3 separate regions of the Mus musculus genome follow, and regions 2 and 3 are each linked to region 1. The links are chromatin contacts, called in public HiChIP or PLAC-seq maps. All regions are on one chromosome and are shown on one strand. Each heading gives the region's core, a stretch centred on a gene start, on an enhancer-like site or on the middle of the called end of the contact. The rest is flanking DNA. Distances are from core to core; before and after follow the strand shown. Region 1 holds the start of Ptger2 (prostaglandin E receptor 2 (subtype EP2)). Region 2 holds the start of Gnpnat1 (glucosamine-phosphate N-acetyltransferase 1). Region 3 overlaps Ero1a (endoplasmic reticulum oxidoreductase 1 alpha).

What was found. HiChIP or PLAC-seq counts read pairs in DNA pulled down with a chosen protein or histone mark.
Region 2: an H3K27ac HiChIP or PLAC-seq map of thymic regulatory T cells shows a contact between it and region 1, with 8 times the contacts expected there. The contact joins the promoter of Gnpnat1 here to the promoter of Ptger2 in region 1. A contact is called at or near these places in 1 of 39 promoter capture datasets (pre-B cells) and 3 of 115 datasets of contacts at active chromatin or transcription factors (bone marrow-derived macrophages, memory CD8 T cells and thymic regulatory T cells).
Region 3: a contact with region 1 is called in an H3K4me3 HiChIP or PLAC-seq map of bone marrow-derived macrophages, with 2.5 times the contacts expected there. The contact joins the enhancer-like site here to the promoter of Ptger2 in region 1. A contact is called at or near these places in 5 of 39 promoter capture datasets (the C10 cell line, cranial neural crest, maxillary cranial neural crest and 1 more), 1 of 15 datasets of contacts at CTCF or cohesin (large pre-B cells), 1 of 484 Hi-C or Micro-C datasets (embryonic fibroblasts), 1 of 115 datasets of contacts at active chromatin or transcription factors (bone marrow-derived macrophages) and 1 of 9 other capture datasets (embryonic stem cells).

What each region holds. Positions count from the first base shown.
Region 1 is chr14:44,985,881-44,989,700 of GRCm38.p6, reverse strand. It overlaps Ptger2 (prostaglandin E receptor 2 (subtype EP2)), which reads right to left and starts at 1,590. Exons shown (of 2, transcript NM_008964.4): 1 at 1-1,590. The coding sequence starts at 736.
Region 2 is chr14:45,386,857-45,390,676 of GRCm38.p6, reverse strand. It overlaps Gnpnat1 (glucosamine-phosphate N-acetyltransferase 1), which reads left to right and starts at 1,881. Exons shown (of 6, transcript NM_019425.2): 1 at 1,881-1,929.
Region 3 is chr14:45,290,170-45,293,989 of GRCm38.p6, reverse strand. It overlaps Ero1a (endoplasmic reticulum oxidoreductase 1 alpha), which reads left to right. Exons shown (of 16, transcript NM_015774.3): 12 at 813-1,059; 13 at 1,559-1,628. Among named protein-coding and RNA genes, the nearest start is that of Ero1a, 26 kb to the left of the region's middle. Within about 2 kb of position 2,094, at least 8 of the 459 cell types and tissues checked have an H3K27ac peak or open chromatin away from gene starts, as enhancers often do. A contact at or near this core is called in bone marrow-derived macrophages, where this site is marked.

The DNA.
Region 1 (3,820 bases), core at 341-2,840:
CAGGGCCTCTTAGGCTACTGCCAGACAATCCGCAGCGGCTTCTTCTGCTCCGACGGTGCATGCGAATGAGGTTGAGGATAACGCTGATGTTGCAGGCGAGCACAGCCACGATAAGCAGCAGGAGCATCGTGGCGTACAGCTGAAGGTATGCAGTCCTCCCGTGCCGGATAAAGCACCATGTCCCAGGACAGTACTGGACGTACTCCCCGTAGTTGAGCAGCGGCAGGGAACAGAAGAGCAAGGAGGCCCCATAGATGACAGGCAGCACCGCCAGACCCCCGCGGCGCGATAAGTGGCGCCTGTAGAAGTAAGGGTACCCGATGGAGAGGTAGCGTTCCAGGGCCATAGCGAAGAGCATGAGCATCGTGGCCAGACTAAAGAAGGTCATAGTGAAAGCGAAATAGGTACACGCGTGACTTTCGGGAGCCAGGGCCACCAGGGTCTGGTTTCTTGAATATGAAGCCAGCACCACCGGGCTGATGAGGCAGGTTCCCAGCAGGTCAGTGAGCACCAATTCCGTTACCAGCACGTGAAACAAGGAGATAGAGGTCCTGCTGCCGGCGCTACACCCGGTGTCCCCACGCCAGCGGCGCGCCAACAGTGCCAGTGCGATGAGATTCCCCAGAACCCCGGCCGAGAACATCACCGAGCTGATGGCTGGGCTTTCCCCCGAAAGGAGCCACTGACGACTCTTGCAGTCCTCCATTAGCTTGGAGTCATTAAGAAAATTGTCCATGGTGGAGGGTGTGGAGGAGAGATGATATCTCTTCCAGGCAAGTACCAGACAGTCGGAGGGTCTGATGGCCCCAGGGCTCCAAGACAGAGCAGGGAAAAGGGGAGGGACCGAAATCCAGAGCTCCCTTCCGGCCCCCAACTCGCACCAAGGACAGACTTGTTTGGGTCTCCTGCCTGTACGTACAGTGGCCTCTTCACTACAATATCCGGTCGCTCTCGGTGCTTCTGTGCCTCACCTGCCCTAGCAGGGGGTGCTTGCCAGAGCAGCTGCTCCCTCCAGCGCCTTCAGGGGGCAAGTCCAGTAGTGGAATCCAGGAAAGCAATTTAGATTGCTTGCGAGCTGCTGCCGTGGGGCCAGGCAGGGCAGACACACACTGACAGGGCTCTAGAAGGGACCTGGGGGCGTTCCCAGCGCTCACCCTGAGCTGGCCCATAAGGTCTTCCTTCCTATGGGTTGGAAGTTGCAGTGCCTCTGACTTCAGCTCTGAAGCCTTTAGCCCTAGCAGAAGGCTGGGAACCAGCACAGTTTAATAAGACTGGGGTAACAGGAACTCACCAAACTGAGGTTAAGAGAGTCCAGCCCTGTGAGGTGTGGAGGAGGCACAAAAACATCAAGACAACTTGAAGTAAGAATATGAGAGAGGTTGTTGTTTTCCTTTAAAACAAAACAAAACACAAAACATCCAGAAAGATACCCAACAAAGGTGGGACAAAAACTGGAAGGAACTGAAAAGCAAACCTATCCATCCAAGAAATGGAACCGTGCACACCACAGAGTGGCCTTTGCCTTCCTATAACAACGACTTGCTTAAGCAATCCTAACAAAACAAAACAGGAACTGTTCTTGTAATCCTCTAGAGTCATGTTTGTGGCCCCAGATGGAAAACAAATGGCACTTAAGTGTTCTCTATTGAGGCTCAATCTTGAAGAATCTGTTAATACATTGTTCACATTCGTCTCTCCACAGTCAGTTAACCATTCGAAGGATTTATTCCCGGAGTGTTTTGGTAATTGGCCAGTTTCACAATGAAGCTGGCATAAATAGTTATTTATCATTTGTTGCCATAGTTACAGAGTAGTTAAAAATGCAGCAGTGTTTCTGGTTTTCTCAGTCCAGCCTGACAGACAACGTAGGCAAGGGTATACTACTAGAAAAAGTGTATTTCATGCAGAGAAAGAGAGTGTGCTGAGAAAGAAAGGTTTGCCCAGGAGTAAAAAGAAAGAGCAATGGAAAGATTATTTATGGAGTACACCTTGCTTCTCATGACTTAGCTCACCATGCTTCTGGCCTGGGGACTGGAGGGGTTTTCTAGCAAAATACGGGAAGCAGAATCCATTTGGGAGGCCTACAGGCTCATTTCCCACAGCTGAAGCTATCCACTCCATTGCTAAGTTTGTAGGGCATGGATGCAGTGGGTGTCAAACTCCTCTAGTTTCCTTTCAGGCTGTAAACTGCAGGCCAGTAGCGTCCTCCACACAGCCACCCAAAGTGGACTCTCCCATGTCCATCTTGTGCCATCTCCTCCCACATGGTTGGGGAATGAGCAGAACAGGCAAGACTCTGATGCTGTTTCCACTGTGTTTACTTTCCAAAGGCTTTTATACCCTTTCTGTTTCCATGGTCACCTTATAACAAAAGCCCCTTGTGGCTCTATTTCTATATAATTGTCTCTACCTTTTCACTACATGAGTGACATGACTCTGCTGACTTTAATGGATACCAGAGAAAATTCGAGATCTCATCCCTATACCCTCTGCCTTTTTCTGCTAGTCTCTACCCCAACTTAGTAGCACACTGTGAGAAGATTCTCACAGAGGTGTGTGGACAATCTAGTTTCTGATTACTAAGCTCTGTCCATACCCCTTCCTCAACAACCCCTCAGACCCTAGGGTATGCACTCCCTGCATGTGAGACAGTCTTGGGGATCCTGGGGGAAGAAGCCACTATGAAGCCCCAGACATGGGTTTAAGCAAGGAATTCCCTGGTGCAGGGAAGTTTGTCTACAGGACAGGTGGCTTTGGGGCTCCGTGAGTGATCCCTACTTAAAGGTGAATATGTCACAAGAAAAAGACCAGAGCTAGTTGTATAATTCTTAGGAGTTCATATCTTAGTAATTACTTTTCTGGGCTTCGTGATTTCATTTGCAACATATTCAAATTAGCATTTTTGTTTGTTTGTGTGTTTGTTTCCAGTAGTTGCACAGAGAGAGCTAGCAGTCCTACTGTGTTCCATGTTTCAGCAGTCTCACTGGATGCTTAGTTTGCCATCTCTACCTACTCAGACCATCAGGTCGGTTCAGTAAATTGAATTATCTTCTGTAGTTTGAAAGTGGCTTCTTCCCATTTCTAATTGTAGTGTCAGCATCCCAGTACAAGTTCAGTTTATCCAGAGTCTAGGATTTCTTAATAGAAAAATATATTAACACCCTCAGTTTTAGAATTGGGACATACAGCTTTGCTAATTTTCAGTTCCTGTTCATGAAGCCATTGTGTTTGGGGAACACCATGTGATTAGTAATTGTGTGTCAACTTGGTCAGGCATGGGATGCCCAGGAGCTGACTAAACAGTATGTCTGACTATATCTGGGAGGTGTTCTAAAGAACTTAGCATCCACATTGCTGGACTGACTAAGGCACATAACAGCTCCATTGTGGGTGGGCCCCATCTGGTCTGTTGCTGAGTGAATAGCACTAGGAATATAGGTGAAGGTTGATACCCAGCTTCATTTGGGGCATTGATCCGCCATTGACATTCCTGATTCTCAGGCTTTCAGGCTGACTAGAATCTCAACTTTTAGCTCTTCAGTCTTGAGACTTCTTCCAAACATAACACTGGCTTTACAAGTAGACACACATAGAGAGCCACATGTAAATCAAGGGCTGGAATACAGACTGAGAAAGCTGTTGCTAGGCAGTTTTGTTATTTGAGTGTGACGTACACTATTGACAAAAACATTGTGTATCATATGACTTTGTATACAGAACACACATAAAGAGAAAGACATATACAATTGGTCCTATTTCTTTGAGGATCTCTGACTAATACATATTACTTGAAATATAAAATTCATATTTTCCTTTATGG
Region 2 (3,820 bases), core at 632-3,131, 400 kb before region 1:
GGTAAAGGTCTACCTGTGATTTTCTAGTCTCTTTTCATTAAAGATATGATTTATTTCAGAGTATAGTATTTTTGTGACAGGGTGGTCTGGGCCCCTATGAGATTGCATCGAGTAATTACGCTGCCATTTCTGAGTAAGACATGCAGTTAACTAACAGGTTTTGTTGCACTGGAATTTGGGTAGATGTTCCTCATTTCACCATACTGTAGTTTATTCCTTCTACACACACATACATGTACACAAACTAGCATCTTAAGCACATATTACAGGCCAGGATACATGTTGAATGTTTTATTTGTATTGCTTTATTAGACCGTCACAGTGTCAGATTAGGTACCAGATACCACCAAAGATTAGGAAGCTGTGTCACAAATGTTCAAAGCCACAAGTAAAATGGAAGCACAGCAAAGGAAATTCACATAATCCGAAGACATTTCTACCAAGCTGTTAACATAATGTTAATTCTACAGGCGAAGCCATGGGGACACATGACTTTTTATTCTGTATTTCTCTGATGCTGCAAGTTTTAAAATAAGCAAAATAATGTAGTAAGACATTAAAAAACAAATATTTTGGCTGGCGGGATGGCTCAGTGGGTAAGAGCACCCGACTGCTCTTCCAAAGGTCCAGAGTTCAAATCCCAGCAACCACATGGTGGCTCACAACCATCTGTAACAAGAACTGACTCCCTCTTCTGGTGTGTCTGAGGACAGCTACAGTGTACTTACATATAATAAATAAATCTTTAAAAAAAACAAATATTTTAATGAGTTCAGAGATGGAAGTGGTATACGTCTTGGTATATTCAAGACATTTCTTCCTCCTCCCCTATCTATCTATCTATCTATCTATCTATCTATCTATCTATCTATCTAGTGACAGCATTTCTCTACATATTCGGGGCTGTATTTGATCTAATTGTGTAGAACTGTCTTGAACTCACAGAGATGCACAAAGCCTCTGGTCTCTAGTGCTGGAATTAAAGGCATGCACCAAGTACTACACACACACACACACACACACACACACACACTCGCTGTGTGTGTGTGTGTGTGAATGTATGTATGTATGTATGTATATCTCCAAATCTCTGCTTCCTCACTTGTCAGATGACACTAAATGACACTTAAGAGAGAGACACTGGAGGTAGGAACCTTCCCAGGACTGAGATTACAGAACAAGCACAGTATTTGCTGTATACTGTAAGATGCTTTCAGGGCCCTGGCCTCTACCCCACTCTTCACTGCCTGGAGAACGTAGCCACTTCTTGCCCAGAGTAAGCTGAAATGTTCCGGGTGTCATAGGAAGCAAAGGGCTGCAGTGGAAAGCTCAAGAGAGCTCAAGGGTGAGTGGTTCCAGCTCAGTTTCTAGAAGACAGAAGCCCAGCCTTGTCTCAGACATTTGACAATCAGGAGATGTAATCACCAGTCCTGTTAATGGACTGCATGCAAGTGAGGGAGGGGGACGATGGGACTGACAGGGTAGGAGCCTTAGGGCTCGGAGAATGAAAGGAACCCACACCGGTCATCGCGGTAGGCTGCTTATACTCCTATGGCTTTATTTTCAGATAAGGTGTGAGAGCGACGGTGGTACTCTCGTGCAGTGAGCGAAAGGCAAGTCTGGAAGGTAAACTGATGACGCAAGCTTTGCCCCTGGTCTTTGCCCCACGCCCCGCCCCGCCCCGCCCCGCCTCGCCTCCGGAGCCCAGGAGTGGTGTGCGTGGCCGTGCCTCCGCGTGCGCAGCGGTGCGTGAGGGCGGGGCAGGGCAGAGGCGTTGGTCCGGCCACGTTTGGCCTGGCGGTTCCGGCTGCGGCGCGTGGGGGCGCACGGGGGGCGGGGCTGGAGCTGCAGCCGGATCCGGATGCGGCGGCGCTTTGACCCGCAGGGAGACTGACGCGCCGGGACTGGAGCGTGGTCCGCTCCAGTGCGGTGAGGCGGCCTGGGGCTGGGACGCGAGGGCTGGCGGGCTTGGGACCGCAGAGGCTGAGACGCCCTGCCCGGGAGCCGGGCGGCAAAGCTTGATGCCCGGCAGTCTGGCCGGGCAGGGTCTTGGAGGGCCTAGGAGTGTCCGTGGCGTGGGAATGGGGGACGGTCCTCACCTTTTCTGCCGCCGTCCCTATGAAAGGGCGCGAACCCTCGGTTCCCTTTTACGGGTGTAGCGGTCAGAGCCGCTGAAGACAAGCACCGGCTCTGAAGAGCCCCAGCTGCGCAGACTGTATGAAACCTGGGGTGGGGGAACCTAGAACTTGAACCTCTAGAAACACCAACTGTGTGGTTTCTATTATGTGTTAGAGCTAATGTTTATGTAAGGCAAGCATAAAATTTGTTCCTGTAAAAAAATAAATGGGGGTTTGTTTGGGATTAATTAATCCAAGAGTAGGTCTCAGGAAATGGATTCATTAAGGTAGGAATTGTATGATTCAAACAGATTCCATGATGCAAAGATTGTCATCTGTTGACTTTCCTGCAGTAATGCTCTATGGGAAAATGAGAGGATCCTCATTCCAGGCCACTCATTTGTTGATGAGTGTTAACTAACCTTAGGGCTAGTCTTGGAAACTCGGTGCTCCCAACTGTGCAACTAGACTTGGGGCTAATCAGATCGTGTAGATTAAGTACACTAACGGGAAAGACTTCTTGCTTCATGAAATACTACCTTTCATGAAGATACTCGGAGCTGTCTACTTATCTGTCTGTCTACCTGTAACCTATCACAGCGAGTTTGATTTGGCTGCAGATCATGTTTAGAAATGTGTGAATCCTGGTCTTCAATCTTCCTACTTGTTGCTCCGCTGTTTTTCAGGAAGCAGCCGCTCCCCATCTATATCCAGACTCATTCAGAGGCTGGGAAACCAAACTTGAAGTTGGGTGTATGTCTTTTGTCTTCTCACTTGTGGCCATGTGGCAATCTTTTTTTCTACATGACTTTCTGAAATGTGATTTCTAGATAATACCTTACGTCATTCATTATTCATTGACTAGAGGTTCACTGGACTAGGGCTTAGGCAATACTCAAGCATTGTAAACAAATGCTAATTTAGAAGTTAAACCCTACTGGGTAGAGGGGGAGGGGCTTTTAGTTAGAGTTTACAACCAAACTTAGAGAGGAAGTTAGGTGGTGACCTTTAAGTGCTACAGAATGAAGGCTTCTTGTAGTTTTGTTTTGATAAAACAGCCTGTGTAGCAGGGGCTAGCCTTGAACTTGGGTGGGGGGGGGAGTAGTAGAGAGGGGTACCTTAGAACCAGCTTTTTAAAAAAATCTCCATGTTTAATCAACTCCAATAATTAGTTTTAAAGTGTGTGTGTGTTTGAGATAGGTGTGACTGGGTAGCCTGCTGTCCTTGAGTCCCACACAGTCCATGCTTCAGCCTCCCTAGCACTGAATCCAGGTCTTTGCCACCTCACCTGAATTTTTATTAGATTGTAATTAGGCATGACCTCTGTCAGCATCATAAACTGTGTCTTTATGACTAGGAAGAAAGGCTTTTTTTTCCTTTGGATTTTATAAATCTCATTTAAAAAGAGGTTTGGCTCTCATCAGATCCTTTGTGTTTAACCAGACCAATGCCTGTCCTCATCTAGTTAGTAATGAACGCTAGAAACTGATGGAATGTTGCTGTCCAGTATGGTGTGGGACACACCTGTAATCAGCCTGGGGAATATGGAAACAGGAGAACCAAGAGTTAGAGGGAGGCTGGAGAGGTTGGCTGAGAGAGTAAATCATTTGCAGTGCAAGACTGAGAACCAGAAATCTGATTCCCAGAGCGCACGTAAAGAAAATAGGGTGGGCTTAGTAGCCCACCTGTAATGGTGTCATCAG
Region 3 (3,820 bases), core at 845-3,344, 300 kb before region 1:
GTCTGCGCTTCCTCATGGTTTAGAATGCTGATGGAAAATCAGCATGGTTGATTTCCCTCCGTAACTCACTCCCTCTGAAATTGGAATGTATTTTACTTTTCAGAAATAAAATGGTAACTCTAAATAGATGCTTGAGACTCATTAGTAATTTCAGACAGTCATTAAAATTTTTCACTTTTATGTTTAATTATACGTGTGGGGTTGGGGGTTGGGGTGGGGGTTGATATGTGCATGGAGGACCGGTGCCTCAGAGGCCAGAGGCCGTGGCTGTGTGTTGCCATGGATACCTGAAGTCAGGTCTTCTGAAAAAGCATACTTTCTCTTCACTGCTCAGCCATCCCTGCAGCTTAGCAAGTCACTTTTTAATTATATATTTTGATTTTATGGTTGTTGATATTCAGAAGTTTGATTTTATCAAATACCTGTTTCTTTGTCTTTAAAAATGGATTTCAAAGACAAAATTCTTACTATAGAATTTTTGAAATTTTATCTATTTGTTTTTGATGGCAAGGGCTCATCATGTAGCCTTGGCTGTCCTGGAAATCTGTATGTAGACCAAGCGGGCCTTGAGCTCACAGAGTTCTACCTGTCTCTGCTTTGAATTAAAAGCATGTACCACCATGCCTGGTTTTCAACAGAGGTTTTAAGGCTAAATTATTAAAAACAACAACAAACCCAAACTGTCTTTGGTTAAATTACATATTTTAAGCTACAAAATGAAATTGACTTCTATAAGTATAAGCAGTCCCTTATAATTAAAATGAAAATTACACAACTGTACAATTCAGTCATTTAGTGTTCTTTCTTTTTAGATACTTGGCTGGAAAAGAAATGGGGTCACAATGTCACAGAGTTCCAGCAGCGCTTTGATGGGATTCTGACTGAAGGAGAAGGCCCACGAAGGCTGAGGAACTTGTACTTCCTGTACCTGATAGAGTTAAGGGCTCTCTCCAAAGTGCTTCCATTTTTTGAGCGTCCAGATTTTCAGCTCTTCACTGGGAATAAAGTTCAGGATGCAGAAAACAAAGCGTTACTTCTGGAGATACTTCATGAAATCAAGTAGGTGCTATACATTATAACATAGATATTAACATATAGGTGAGGGGTGGTGCCCAGAGTAAACTGCATTATTTGGTTAGAGAAGAAAACCATCTTTATATCATGCATATGTAGTTGTATTTCATTGAAGTTTTAGTTTTTTGAGATGGTCACATTCTCTTGCCTCAGCCTCCAGAGTGCTGGGAATGTGGGTATGTATCGCCTGGCCGCCCAGAGCTTCTAGAATAGCTTGGATTTGCTTTGAACTGTGTACTACATTTTTGTTTTTTATGTTCTTAATACCAGCATTATTTTCATTTGCACAGTCTTTTAAGTTTGAGGCCACACTTCTAATACACTTAGAATTTGTATTTGAGGATAAATATTCATTTGCATTGGTGTTGGCGTTACTGAATTTTATTCCTAAAATTGTATTATTTATCTCTGACAAATAAAATATATTAGCAAGTTTTTTGATGCTTCTAATTCATGAACATGAGCCTTTTCTGTTTAAATGCAGGTCATTTCCTTTGCACTTCGATGAGAATTCTTTTTTTGCTGGGGATAAAAACGAAGCACATAAACTAAAGGTAATTAATTACACATCGGCTTAATTGTTAGCTACAGCCAGGCGGCCATGTAGGCTGATTGTAACAGAGCAGTAGCATTGGAAGTTGAGTAAAAGGATGCTTTTGAGAGGCTGAGGACAGAGCTGGGATAGGTGGGAGATCTTGACCAGAGCGGAGTTCCCATTGGAGGAGGCTGCAGTGCTCAGGAGGATGACTAGTAAGTAGTCATGTGTTATACAGTTCACAACTCTTCCCAGCAGATTCTACTGCAAAAGGCTATGTTAACTTATGAATTTGTTATTGTGGGTTTATTGTTCCATATTAACTAGTAAATATCAAAATATTATTGCATACCACAAACAATCTGATTGTCAATTAAAAAGTAAATTTAAGGTATAAATGTATTTATACTTCCTACTGAGTCTTGCCTCATAGCTCAATGGGCTTGATATGACTTCCCCAGAATATTTGTAACACCCCTCCCTGTTTCTTATGGTGATGAAAGAAGCTAATTTAATCAGTGTGTGAAGCAAGTTCTGTTTTGCGCATCGTGCTGAGGTCAGCTGTTAGGTCAGCTGCTCTTGATCCACCGTCTCTTTCCTCTTGAGTGCTGTCTCGACACAGATGTGGACCTCAGTGGTGATGCAATCCCCACAGCTTCCAGGAGACTGGAAGACAGACAGACAGACAGACAGACAGACAGACAGGGGAAGACTTCTTTTCTGTATGGTTTTCAATATGTTCCTATTTGTACTTCACTTGCTGGTTTGTTGGTGAGTGTTTTGGTATCACACTCATTTTTAGACTGTACAAATTAAGAAATTTTGTCATAGTGTTTTAATTTGATCCAAATTCCAGTCAGCTTTTATGTGCTTTGAAGTTTATATATAGTCCTTACAGGAAAAAAAAATAGGAAATTAAAAAAATGTTTGTTATCAGATTTACTTTTAAAAGCTTTCTGGTAAATATAGATTTGAACATTATTTATAAGTTCATTTTGCTGGGCATAGTGGTACGCTTTAATCCCAGCATTTAGGAGTCAGAGGCAGGAGGATCTCTGTGAGTTTGAGGCCAGCCTGGTCTACATAGTGAGTTCTAGGACAGCCAGGGCTACACAGAGGAACCATGTTTCAAAGAAACAAATTAAAGTTTTCATTATGGCTCCTTTATAGTGGCAGTGTATGGATAGAAATGATTGCTAGTGTTCAGAACAGAATGGAGTCTGAAGGTTTATAAGACATTTGAGGATTTGGCAGGAACTAGTCAGTTGAGTTTGTTCATTCTCCCAAATGACTGTAATCCATGATGAGAACTTTGGAAGTGGGACTGTGTACCTGGAGTTCCTGTCTGGCTGGGAGGCGAGGGAGTGCCTGCCTGAGCATCAGAACAGCAAGGCTCTGCTTTAGCAAGTTCACGTCTGATGATTTTAAGGATGGTATATTTTTCTAATAGGGATAACTTTGGGATATATCCAGATTATTAGATATTGTGGATGTTTGTGGAAATGACAAAGCTTTTCTCCTAATCCAGTAAGTTTCTAGGATCTCCAGTTCACACAGGTAGGCTATACTCATTCTATTTTATGTGGCTGGCTTTAATTTTATAATGGTATTTGGCTATCATAAGCAACCCTGTGTGCTCGCTGTACATATCATGCAAAGATTTACTCAAAAGATGCTCTGTTCAAATACTTGGGTTACATAGATTCCAGCACTACACTTAGACAAAAGCAGGCATAATCTTTTAGAATAGTTTATAACTTTGCAAGTATGATTGTCTTTTAAAAGACTTTTAAGCCCCTTCTGCATTAGTCCACTTTTATTATCTTGTAATATAATATAATATAAAATAAAATGTAATTGTCAAAAACTCACTTTGTATCAGTGACACCCTTTAGGTAAACACGTGTCACTGGCCCATCATAGTTATATCTGTTTGGACATTCATGGAGCCTGTGTGGACAGCTGCTTCTTCTCTAGGTAACTTGTCTCCATATAGATTCTGTAGACCTCTAGAACAACTATTAATTGTCAGTAATCCCTCAGGGAGGAGTTGGGCATCACAACCCTCTTCCCCTCTAGTAGTTAAAAGTTATGATTCTTTTTTAGTTAAAAAACCTAAAAACCTGGAATTAGGCTACATTTGGATCATTTTACCCGTTCCCTTTCTTTCTTTTAACCTCTGCCCTGGTGTTCCTCGTCCTGTTTCCTCTC